Regions from separate parts of the Pan troglodytes genome. Here region 2 is linked to region 1. The links are chromatin contacts, called in public Hi-C maps. All regions are on one chromosome and are shown on one strand. The core of a region is the stretch at or near the end of the contact, and the rest is flanking DNA. Distances in the headings are between cores, read along the strand shown.

The links. Hi-C and Micro-C count contacts between places; a contact is called where the count stands out from the background.
Region 2: a contact with region 1 is called in a Hi-C map of induced pluripotent stem cells, with 4 times the contacts expected there. The contact joins two enhancer-like sites. A contact is called at or near these places in 5 of 7 Hi-C or Micro-C datasets (blood, induced pluripotent stem cells, a lymphoblastoid cell line and 1 more) and 1 of 1 other capture datasets (stem cell-derived neural stem cells).

The regions. Positions count from the first base shown.
Region 1 is chr7:108,406,855-108,412,847 of NHGRI_mPanTro3-v2.0_pri, reverse strand. No RefSeq gene overlaps it. Among named protein-coding and RNA genes, the nearest start is that of POP1, 48 kb to the right of the region's middle. Within about 2 kb of position 3,402, at least 7 of the 24 cell types and tissues checked have an H3K27ac peak or open chromatin away from gene starts, as enhancers often do. A contact at or near this core is called in induced pluripotent stem cells, where this site is marked.
Region 2 is chr7:108,727,944-108,734,660 of NHGRI_mPanTro3-v2.0_pri, reverse strand. All of the region lies in intron 10 of STK3 (serine/threonine kinase 3), which reads left to right. Among named protein-coding and RNA genes, the nearest start is that of KCNS2, 53 kb to the right of the region's middle. Within about 2 kb of position 5,425, at least 1 of the 24 cell types and tissues checked has an H3K27ac peak or open chromatin away from gene starts, as enhancers often do. A contact at or near this core is called in induced pluripotent stem cells, where this site is marked.

The DNA of each region.
Region 1 (5,993 bases), core at 2,153-4,652:
TTAAAGAGAGAGAAAAACAAACGAAATAAATCTATCAGGACTCCAGGGCCATCTTTCTGAGGAAAACGTCAGGGTGAGAAAGACTGGATTCCTGTGCCAGACCAGGGGTCAAAATCCTCGACACTCTACACATGGCCCTGAAGCAGGCAGTTGTTGTTGTCCTCGAGCTGCCTAAGGACAAGTCGGAGCCTGTATAGGGAAGACTCAGTCAGCGTCCCTGTCTTCTATTCCTAATGACTGATTAAAGCCGTTGAAAATGTTAAAAGCCATTCCAAATGCCACGCTGGTGGAACAACTGTGTTTTCTTCACACTCAGGGAGATGGAGGCTGAGGAAGCACTGGTGACCATGAGGAAGGGGGTCTCATGCTGGCGTTTGGGGAACCCTAGCTGTCCCTGTTCCCAGCTTGACTCTGTGGTCACCACAGTAGGGACAGACACTCCCCTCCAACCACTCCCCAATGCCCTCCAGACTTAGGGGAGGGTCCGCAGATTCTGCTTGGGAGCGCGGTGGAGGCCCAGACCACAGCCACCCCTGCCCCTGGCCTCGGGGTGGAGGGGCAGAGCCAGGCAGCTCTGTGAGTGATGTTGGCCCCATGCTGAAGGCCAGCTTCCCCTTGCCTGCCACTTGCTTTGCCTTGGAGGGTGCCCCTGAGCCAGTGACAAGTGTTTGCGGGAGCCACGCTCTGCCCTGGGTAAGAAGAAATTTCTACCTTTTCTCCCTGCTCCACAAAGAGAGCTCTACAGCCCCTCACAGGCAGAGAACAATTAGCGACTCAAAAAGGAAATGTATGGGATGAGACACTTACTTACGCTTTGCAGGGGCCCCTCCGCTTCAGGAGGACCTTCTAAGGAAGGCTTTCTATTGGTTTGGAGCCTCCGATACGTTCTAACATCTCAGCTTGGTGGGGGTGCCCTTGAGGTCTTCATCCTCTCTCTGCTCACCTGGAAGTGCCCTGTGCTCCCTGGGGCCAGTTAGTGCCCCATCCGGCAGGTTTTTCTCCTCTCATGATGCCCAGCCATGGGAGGGGGGGGTGCCTCCAGATGCCCCAGCCAAGGCTCTCAGGGCAAAGGATCGAGGTTACTTTCTCGAAGGTCACTCAGGCTTGTGTGGGGTGACGCAGCGGGACAGGAATGACTCCAAGATGCCAAGACCGGAAGAAAACACACTCTGTCCGCCCTCTGCAGTTCCCCCAGGCCTCATCTCTCAACAGCCACACAGAGAGTCAGGACAGGGTGTCTCAGAAACATCCCCTCCAGTGTCTAGCAGCTGAACGAGGGCGGCAAAATGCCATGCCAGGCTCCACCAGAACTTATATGTCCCTGCAGAAGTGTGATGCCATGGGAGCCTACAGGGCATGGTGAAATACCCAGAAGTTACGTAAAGGGGCAGCTGCTAGATGTTAGAAGAAAGACAAGTTCCCGGCCAGAATATTCAATCTTCAGCAACCAGAAGCTAGGCCTCACTGTTTAAAAAAAAATAAAAGGAAAGGAAAGAAAGAGAGAAAGGAGGAAAAGGCCTACAATGATCCAGATCTCAATGTTAAAAAAAAAAAAAAAATTTAACTTTTGTGCCCTAATTCATAACACCCAAAAAGAGTGACATTCAAATTTCTGAACAGTCAATTCTGGCAAAAATATCAGAATCTTACAAGTGGAAAAAAAATTCAAAAGATTATCTTTCCTGGTGATTCTCAAACATGATCCCATGAAATCACATTGGGAGCCTAATAAAAATCACAGGTTTCAGGGCCACCCTACAGACCTAGTCGGGCTGGAATCTCTCGGGACTGATGCTAAGATATTTGTGAGTTTAGCAAGCTCCCCAGGTGCTCTGATGATAATGAGGTTTGGAAACCACTGGTGGCCCACTGCTCCTGAACCTTTCCTGTGCATGCGAACCACCTGGTGATCTTGTTCAAATGCAGGTTCTATTCCAGGTCTGAGTGGAGCCTGGGATTCTGCATTTCTGTTGCTGATGCTGCTGGTCCTAAAGCCATACTTGAAATATCCGGACTGTTCTCCAACCTCCCTCACTTGACTGAGAAACAGATAAACTGAGTAGCAGATATAAGGGAAGCCGAGAGGAGAACTGCTGAGTTAAAAGAGAAAAAAATGACGTGGGTGGGAGGTGAGCGAAGAGAAAAAAATGACGTGGGTGGGCACTGAGCCGAAAGGAAGCTGCAAGCTAATTGATCAAGAATGATAGTAATCTCAGCACTTTGGAGGGAGGCCAAGGCAAGAGGATTACTTGAGTTAGGAGTTTGAGACTGGCCTGGGCAACATGGCAAAACCCTGTCTCTACAAAAAATAAAAAAATTAGCCAGGCATAGTGGCTCACGCCTATGGTCCCAGCCACGTGGGAGGCTGACACAGGAAAACTCCTTGAGCCCAGGAGGCGGAGGTTGCAGTAAGCCAAGATTGTGCCACTGCTGCAGCCTGGGTGACAGAGCAAGACCCTCCCCCCAACCCAAAAAAAAAAAAAAAAGAATGATGGTAAAGCTGGTTTCAAAGCCAGCCCCAGAATCTCCACTTGGTCATTTTCTTACCAGACAACAGTCTTGGGGCTTGTTTCCTAGTGATCATTGCAGGTGTGCAATGGGAACTAGAATTCTGCACAGGCCCCTGGGACTGAGAGCTTGCTGTGCAGCTGAACCATAACTGCCCCACTCTTTGGCAAAATCAACTTTAGAGTCTACATGCCGACCTCTGGCATGTGTTCCAGGGTGCTCATCAGGCAGTCCCTGACACCCTACCACCCTGTGTATACAAGTGTGCACGTGCACACACACACAGAAATGTGGCTCCAGACACCCCTCCACCTGGTGTATACAGTGTGCACATACACATGCTTCACAAGTGACAACAGGAAATAATCACCCTGTCTTCTGAGGGCCCTGTGCTGGACATCTATCCCATCTCTCATTCCCTTGACCCACTTTGTGCTCAGCCCTTGCTGCAGCAACTGGCTGGGCACAGGTGTAGGCCAAGGGCACCTTGCCTTAGCCACCCCTAGTCTTCTGCCCCTGGGGCTTCTTGGCCTGCCTTCCGTGAGATGCTCACTGAGCAGGCCAAGCCATTCTAGCACCTGTGCAAACCTGGCGGAAATGAACAGTCCCTGGGGGAACTGTTCATTTAGGCAATAGGAATGGGAGCTGGTAAATAAAGATTATCCTCTCCCGGGCCTCATGTAGACAAAGCATTCCATTCATCAGACTGTCCCCAGAGGGATGGAGCCCCAATTGCCTCCAAGGGTAACCAGCTCACAATGCACACTTGGATTGGCTTTCCTCCTTTCCTGGTTCACTTTCCCAGCCTCCCTAAAATAAACTCCCTACATGAAAGCCATGCCAGGCTCTGTTTTAGAGAAAAACCTGACTAACCCATGCCCTCCAGTGGTAGTGGCTAAATCCTGCAGAACAAGGAAGGAGGAGGCTGCAGACTTCAGAGAGGGCTGGCCCACAGTGACCCAGAACACCAGAGGCTCTCCCTAAAGCCACAGCCCTTGCCTGAGGCTCACTGCAGCTGTGCAGGTTTCTGAGATCAAATTATGTTGAGTCCAAAAAATAATTTAAGGTCCTCTGTGCGACGTTGGAAACAAGAGAAGGAAAGCTAAAGAAACAAGGCTTGTTTAGCCTGGAGAAAAGGTTAATAACCAACTTCATAAAAATAAATGGGTGCTTCTCAATGTTAGCTGATGTAAGAATGCAGGGAGATAGGACTGACCTGGAGCTGAAGGGCCATTTCACCCGTCGGTATGCTGCCAAAGTGGAGATGGCATCTCCCGGTGAAGTAATGAGCTCCTCATCATCGGAGGCATTCAGCTTGTGATGCAGAGGGGTAGACTTACTGGGGATAATGTGGATGGGATTCATTCTTTGGATAAAGCTTTTAAAGTTATTCCTTTTTTTTTTTTTAAGATGGAGTCTCACTCTGTCACCCAGGCTGGAGTGCAGTGGCACGATCTTGGCTCACTGCAACCTCCGCTTCCCAGGTTCAAGCAATTCTCTTGCCTCAGCCTCCTGAGTAGCAGGGATTACAGGTGTGAGCCACCACGCCCAGCCTAAAGTTATTCCTTTTCTAGGCACCTCTTTAAAAATCACGAATCCTTTTCAAACTAGGATTCTGTTAGTATGAGTCTGCCCCAAAAAGGGGGAATGTCGACTGATAAGTGACCTCACAAACTCCCCCAGTCCAAGGACATTGAATTGTGCTTTTCCGCTGTTTTTTTCCTGAGTAGGCTGTTTACTCATGAGGTCTTGGCACCACCTAGTGGGCTCTTTTGTTCATTACAACATGTGCCTGGCCAACAAGAGTATTAACTGTAAAGTTTAATACATACACCCTTTTTTATTAAAGCATCAATTCAACAAAAATGTATTAAATACAAGTTATGGGTTAAGCATTGTGCTATCACCTGGGGTGCAACATTAATCAAACAAGACATGGTCTCACCTTCATGAGGCTCATATTCTAATGGACTAGACAATAAACATGTAAACAACAAAAGAATTAATTGCTATACGTTGTGATGTCAGGAAATAAACCCATTGTGTGATATAGAGTAATGTAAGCAGGAAGAGGCTATTTTAAGTAGGATTGGCAAGGCCAGTGCGGTGGCTCACATCTATAATCCCAACGCTTTGGGAGCCCCAGGTGGGTGAATTACTTGAGGTCAGGAGTTCAAGACCAGCCCGGGCAACATAGTGAGATGCCTGTCTCTACAAAAAAATATAAAAATTAGCAAAGTATGGTGGCACCTGCCTGTAATTCCAGCTACTCAGGAGGCTGAGGTGGGAGGATCACTTGAACCAGGAGGTGGAGGCTGCAGTGAGCCAAGATCATGCCACTGCACTCTAGCCTGGGCAACAGAGCGAGACTGTCTCAAAAAAAAAAAAAAAATTAGCTGGGTGTAGTGGCAGGCATGTGTGGCTCCCAGATACTTAGGAGGCTGAGGCAGGAGGATCACTTGAGCCTGGGAGGTCAAGGTGACAGTAAGCCATGTTCACGCCACTGCACTCCAGCCTGGGAGACCTAGCAAGACACTGTCTCAAAAAATAAAAAATAAAATAAAATAAATGGTGGGCAGAGAAAGCCTCTGCACGTGGAAAATCGTGGAGGAGCCAAGAGCTTGGCCATTCAAGGAGCTGAGGCCAGCATGTTCAGAGCCCAGTGGGTTAGCCCAGAGGGGCGCAGTGGGACTGGAGAGAGAAACGAGGGGAGTTCCATGTTCGTAAACATTTCCTCAAGTGAAAGCACACAAATGGTTAGGGTGGGCTCCTCCAGAACAATATCTAATTAAATTAAAATTTTCAAAACATGGGGAGAGGGAAAAATGCCTTGACATGAACTTGGCCACGTGCCCAAGTCCAGGAAGCCCCTACCAGGGCCATGGGTCACAGCTGTGTGCCCCACTCAAGAGAGCTGCATCTGCTCCCCACACCCTGCTTCAGGGTCCCCATTACTGATAAGCTGCATCTTTATTTATTTTGGAACCTCATTTTTAAAGTCTGGAAGAGTGGTTCTCAACCTTGGCTGCAAATTACCTGGGAGCTGTTAAAACCCCCAAAGTCTAGCTCACACCCTTGACCAGTTAAAGCTTCATCCCAGGAGGGTAGGCCCTGGGCACCAGTGCTTTGAAAGCCTGCAGGTGATTCCCATGTGCAGCCAAGGCTGAGAACAGCTGGTCTGGAAGTATACTCACCAAAAGAAAAACAAGAGACCTCATTTGATATTCTCAAGTAGAGAAGGCTACAGAAGTAATGAGGCTGTTTTCTTTTTCACTACCAGGCCTCTTCCCCAGGTGGAAGCCCTGACTCTGGGCCACCCAGCCCTCGACACTACGCTCTCATTATGTTCCCACCTGGACGCTTCACCATGCAGTCAACAGACCCTGTGAGCTGACTTTGCAGACATGTACTTTTTCGTAATGGCAAGCAGGCCTGCTACAGGCACAGGAGTTCTTGGGTTTCCATGGCCTTGTTACTCAGTCACA
Region 2 (6,717 bases), core at 4,176-6,675, 320 kb before region 1:
ATGGTACCTGGTCGCCATTTTAATAGGTCTGGATTCAGTTAGAGAGCTTCTCCCTTATCTGTCTCTATTCCTTTAAACCCATTTGTCCTAAAAGATTGTTCTCTCTCACTAATAATCAGAAAAGAAACAACATTATAAAATCTGTATGCTTTCATTCCATCAAATTCAAACTGTTTTATAAAATATTAGACTATTTGTTACTAGGTGAGTATATTATTCTGAAAGATTTAATGTCAACACTTTGAGGAATCGAGAAATACCTATTTGTAATGCTTGTACAATACTCTGTTATCCTTAGAATTACGGCACCTCACAAATAACATAACTTCTACCCAGGGAATAATTGACTCACCATGGAGGTCTGGCTCCCTGCCTCATTAAATCTTCTAGAATTGCTGGGAGGTAGCTAGCAATTATTCTTCCCTCTGTTTGACATATGTGGAGAGTTAGGCACCAAGCAGTCAGAGGTCATGCGTAGAGTCTCTAAGGGAGTGCTGTTTGAATATTGGTCATTGAATCAAATCACTGCTGAGCAAACGTCGAGACAACTTCTGAGGGTCATCTCATAGGGGACAAAGTTACCTAAATGCGAGAAAACATGTCTTTATCCATCCTGGCATTGCTAATCCCTGCCCTCATTTACAAATTGTATTTTATACTTATATGTATTTTTTATCTTTACATAGTTTATTCACAAGATCCATAAAAACATTTGACTGTCTCTTATTTGTCATTCTTATTTAAAAGTTGGTAAAGAACATTTAGAATGAGCTATGTAAAATTGTTTTGAGAACACTTAGCTTTAACTTCAGTTCTTAAGAATCACAGCCTTCGGATTCATTTTTATTCAGGGAGAAATAATGCTTTTAAAGCATATAACTGATCTGGAAGAATGCTATATTGTTTTATCTTCAAGACTTGCATGTCAAAAATTCACCTGCAGGTTATTTTCTTTTTAGAGCTCCTTGGGAAGGGAATGCTGTAATGAAGTGACATTAGGATATGTTTATATTTATTTCAAAGTGTCAAGATGGGCATGCTGGAAATTTGAATTCCTTGAATTTGAATTCCTTCATGACCTTTTAAGTTAATCTTTGATGCCAGCTCAAGGGGAGTGTGAGAAACGTGAGAATTCAACTAGCTTCAGTTGAATACATGTTACACTTCAATGACTAAATTTTTTTAGTATGGAAGGTTACTAAGTGACAAGTAAAGGAGAAGTCTGATTATCAAAACATCATTCTATCCTTGAAAAAATACCAAACAAACGTATTCCAGCCAATAGTTTTTCCAGATAATGTTCAGAATTTATGTTAAAAAGTCGTGCCTTGAGATTATAAAGTCTAGGAGGCTTACCAAGTTTTTTTTTTTTTTTCAATAGCTTTAGGGATACTAGTGGTTTTTGGTTGCATGGGCAAGTTGTATAATAGTGAAGCTGGGCTGCTAGTGTACCCATCACCCGAATAGTGTACCCAGTAGGTGATTTTTTCAGTCCCACATCCCCATTCTGAGTCTCCAATGTCCATTGTACCACTCTGCATGCCTCTGAATATCCATAGCTTACCTCCCACTTATAAGTAAGAACATGCAGTATTTGGTTTTCCTTTCCTGAGTTACTTCACTTAGGATAATGGCCTCCAGTTCCATCCAAGTTGCTACAAAAGGTGTTACTTTTTATGGCTGAGTAGTATTCCATGATATAGATATAACACATTTTCTTTATCCACTCATCTGTAGATGAGCACTTAGGTTAATTCCATATCTTTGCAACTGTGAATTGTGCCACAGTAAACATACAAGTGCAGATGTCTTTTTTATTAAACATCTAGGGTAGCTATTTTTCATTTATTCATTGAACATTTTTTCCTTGAAAATATACTAGATGCAGTAATGGACAAACTAGAGAAAGTCCTAGCCCTCATTCTAGCATTTATCCATGTGGATTTTCTAGCAGTGGTTGAAATATACCAGAATCATGTGACGTTCTTTTCGTATCAAAAGATACAGTTAATATCCTGATACACCTCCCCAACAAGAATATATCAAAATGTGAAGGAAAGAGAGGGGAAGGTATTTTGAATAAAGCTCTTCTGGCTAATTTTTCTCTTTTTTCAGTATAAAAAATTTTAATATATTCAAAAAGCTGAAAAATAGTACAATAAACACTTAACATTTACTACTTAGATTCAACAATTTTGAACATTTTGCTATATTTGCTTTGTGTGTATGTATATGTCTATGTGTTTTCCCCACCAATTTTGAGGCAAGAGCATAGCCTGAAACTTTCCCCCAAATGGAGTCCCTCTGATGTAGTAGGCTATTATTAATTTTGTTTGATTTCACTGGGAGGGTGGGAGGACAGTCGTGTACAGCATACCAAGGTTGGATTTCTTGTCAGTAGCCTCTGTAGTAATTGTGATATATGCTGGTCAAGATTGTTATAGAGAGATATTGTCATCGCTGTTATCAGATACAAGTTTGAATTCAGTTCCATGGTCTATTTGAAGAGGTTTTTTTGTTTATTTGTTCTTGGTGAATGTTCTTGTTTTTTTTGAAATCATACTGTGGCAGCTAGGCAGGTGATATGCTTCCCCCTCCAATATTAGTACAATAATCATTCACTGTTTGCATGCTCTTTTTACATCCATTTACTTTAACCTGTCTGTGCCTTTATATTTAAAGTGAAGTGTGCTTCTCCTATCTCAGAAAGTTTAAAATATTGTTCCAGGTGTCTTCTGGACTTCGTATTTTCTAAAGAGAAGTCTGATGATTCCAATTGTTGCCCTGTATATGTTTTTTTCTCTCTGTCTCCTTTCACAACTTTTTTATTTTTGGTTTCTATCAACCTAGGCATTTATTTTTGTGATTGATGTTGTTTTTAATCTTCTTTACAGTTCATGAGCTTCTTGAATTTATAAATTTATCTCTTGCCAAATTTAGGACTGTTTTTAGCTATAATTTATGCTGATGTTTTTTCCCACCACTTTCTCTCATTCCCCACCTTCTGGGACTTCAGAGGGTCCTGAAACACTTTCTTTTTAAATTTTTTTCTCTCTCCTCTTCAGATGGGGTAATTTTCACTGACCTTTTTCCAATCAATTTTTTGTCATCTTCATTCTGCTATTAAGCCTATCCAGTAAGCTTTTTATTTCAGATATTGAATTTTTCAAGTTTTAAAGCTCCTGTTTGTTTTCGTTGTTGTTATATTTCTAGTTTCTCTGCTGAGATTTCCCATTCTTTTCATCCATAATGAGCATATCTTCTCTTACCTCAGCAGTAATTATAGCTGCTTTAAAGTCTTGTTATTTCTGATATCTGGGTCGTATCAAGGTTGGCTTCTGTTGATTGTCTTTTCCATTGGGGGTGGATTGCATTTTCCAGATTCTTCATATGTCAAGTAATTTTGGATTACATCCCAGACATTGTAAATGTTTTCTTGTGGAGGGGGAAGAATGTGTTTTTGTTCATTCTTTAGAGACTTCAGTAGTTGGTTCTTGTGTTTTGTCCACAGTTTATTATCTGCAAAAGAGTTAGTCTGTTAAGAACTTTCTCTGACCTAGCAAAAGCTGAACTCCTGATACGCTTCTTCATCTTTTTTTCTCCCCCCTCCGAGACGGAGTGTTGCTCTGTCACCCAGGCTGGAGTGCAGTGGCAGGATCTTGGCTCACTGCAACCTCCACCTCCCGGATTCAAGCAATTCTGCTGCCTCAGCCTCCCGAGTCACTGGGATTACAGGCACCCACCGCCACGCCCAGCTAATTTTTGTATTTTTAGTAGAGACAGGGTTTCACCATGTTGGCTAGGCTGGTCTCTAACTCCTGACCTCATGATCCGCCCCACCTTGGCCTCCCAAAGTGCTGGGATTGCAGGTGTGAGCCACTGCGCCCGGCCGCTTCTTTGTCTTTTAACTGCCTGTCAAGTTTCCTGCTAAACTACACACCTGCACTATCATGCAGAAAGAGATTTTTTCATGTCTTCATGCAGGTGGAGTGAGAGCTGCCAAGGGTAAAACAGTGATGAAGTATGTCATCCTCACTATGGCATTCTTTTTCCTGCATCTTCTCCACTGCTACCTCTCACATGCACTCTTGTCACCAGTGATGAAAGGACTTAGATGTATTTAGCAGCAAGTACCACTGCCACCTCATCAGGAACATAGGGAGAGAGGAAAATCGCAGAACAAGATAACGACAGAAGCTGGTAAATATAGTGTATAAGAGCAGATAGAGAAAGCTCTGCTGGCACAGATGTGGGCATGTGGTGCATGAGCCCAAAGAAAACTAAAAATGAAGGAGAAACAGAGGGTAGGGAGCCACCTGTGCCACCTTTGTGCTAGGCCGTTTAACATCTGTGGTCTCATGTAATCTTCAGAACATCTCTGTGACATGAGTTCATAGTATTTCCACTTTATTTGAGAGGCTCCGAAACTGAAAGAACTTCAGTGATTTTCTGCAAGTTAAAAAACTTTATAAATGGCTAGGCAGAAAAGAAAATGTCTTTTTTCTTTCCTGCAGCTAGTTTTAGTCATCTGAAGTCCCTCTGCAAATTTGAGGGAGTAGTAAGGATTTTTCTAGGTTCTGCCAGCTTCCTCAGTGAGAACTCCAGGCATCTGGCTTGGAAAAGTTGGCTAAAATGCTTCACAACAGCCCTCTCGCATGTTTCAGTTCTTTGCTCTGCTCGGGAGGCGAACTCGATCGATCTTAAGCCCAAGCTTAGTTTAAGTAGGGGAAACCCTTCTCTACCTCCCAACTCCCCTTCTTCCACCCCACCCCCAAATCTCAGTCTGCTTCCTGATGGCCTTTATAAACCAGCGCCTTAAGAAAAAGAGTTTGAGTACTCTTCAGTAGATACATAGGGATCACCTTGTGAGTGAGGGGCAGAGTATTTGGGTTGGAATTCTTCCTTACAGATTCCTCTCACTTCCTGACTTCCATTCCTCTTGTCCTTGTGCTCACTCTCAAATTTCCGCTACATTGAGTCATGTTCACAGAGAGCAGCATGTGACCAAGAGCCACTTGCTTCTTCCACACATAGCCCAGGGGTCTGTCTGAATTCAGGTTCTTTCCTCTGTTTAATTTTCTTCCTATACCTCTCTATGCTCAAGACCCTAGAGTAGACTGCTGGTTCTCAACCAGGGGTGATTTATTTGGGTTGTCCAAACTTGGGGAAAGCTACTGGCATCTTGCGAATAGACGCTGGGGATGCTGCTAAACATCCTACAAAGCACAGGACAGCCCCTCACAACCAAGAATTACCGCTGACCCCACCAAACGTTCATTAGTGCCAAGACTGAGATGCCCTGAAACAGACTCCTGAAGCCTTTTCTCTGTGTCCTTTCTCTTCCCTCTCCCTTGCCTTCATTAGGGCCCCCCCACCCAAGTGTGATGATTATGCGAGGCTAGCCATTGAAACCTTATACCACAGAATTTCAGCTTCCCAAGCCCCTCAAGCATTTCAGAGCTGCAGGGGTGGCCCTTTCTGGTGGAGACTGAGATAGGAAATGGCTGAATGAATTGCTAATGGACATTTGGTGAAGGACCCATGAGTGGGATTTGCAGAGGAGAAAAGCTCAGGAACCCTTAATTCTCAAACACGGACATTGAGGGTGCACCATGGCTGCTAGGGAGTTGGGGTTGAGAAAGATGTTTTTGAAGGATATGTATGTGTTGTATGTAGGTGAGGTGAAATTGTACCTTTACCAGTTTTTAGGGTATTTCAGCTAGGCCTAAGAATTAGATTGACATAGATAGATCAACAGGAGAAAAACATAGAAATTTATTTAGTATGAATTTTACATGGCAAGGAGCCTTTGTAAGGAAATGAAGACCCACAGATGCAGTTAGAATTGAAAACTTATATACTGAATTTACTACTCTTTTGGCGAAAGAGTAGTAAATTGTGAAACTGTGACAAGGCAGAGGAGCTTGGGCAGAGTAGGTAATTGGGCAGAGAAGTAACGAGGAAGATAAGGGTTAGCTTAACAAGGTTTGTTTGTACATATTTTCCTCGGTCTCAGCTTCCCGTCCTTGATGATAAGAATGATGCTTTCCTTCTGGTAGAGGGAGGCTGTCTTTCACACGGGAATTTCATTTCCTGCTTGTATGAAGAAGAAAGGTCAGAGAGTTCTTGCAGTTGCTGTTTTTCAAGTACCTTTTACTCAAAATAGTCAGTATGCCAGAGTAATGTATTTTGGGGTGACATATTCTAAATTCCTTTGTTGTAAAAGTATTAAGCCTTGCATGGTTGTAGTGGAAATCATCGAGAGTGATTTAATTTATAGATGTTAGAGAATTTGGAAACATTTTGAGTTGACTGTGTAAAAATAATTTTGGCTATGGCTGTTTTTGAAAAGAAATTAATTATGAATAATTACCATTTACCCAGAATCTATTATTCATATCATTAACAAAGCCACATTAGTTTTGTGGTAAGTTTTGTTTTATGCAACACTAAAATCTGTTCATGCATTTGCCTTTTTCATTTTATAACATGATTGTCAACTCTCAACTGAAAAAAGGGTGGGGAAGCAACATTGGTTCCACCTGGAATCAGTTTTTTTCCTTTTTCTATTGGAATGAAAATCCTGCTTTTCAGGGGGCCACACAGCCAGAACATTTACCCATAGCCATCTAAGACTGCTGATAAATATAAAGTATAACTTTATTACAGTGACCCCGTGTCAGTGTCCTTTGTAATTCTGATTAGTCCTGATAATTA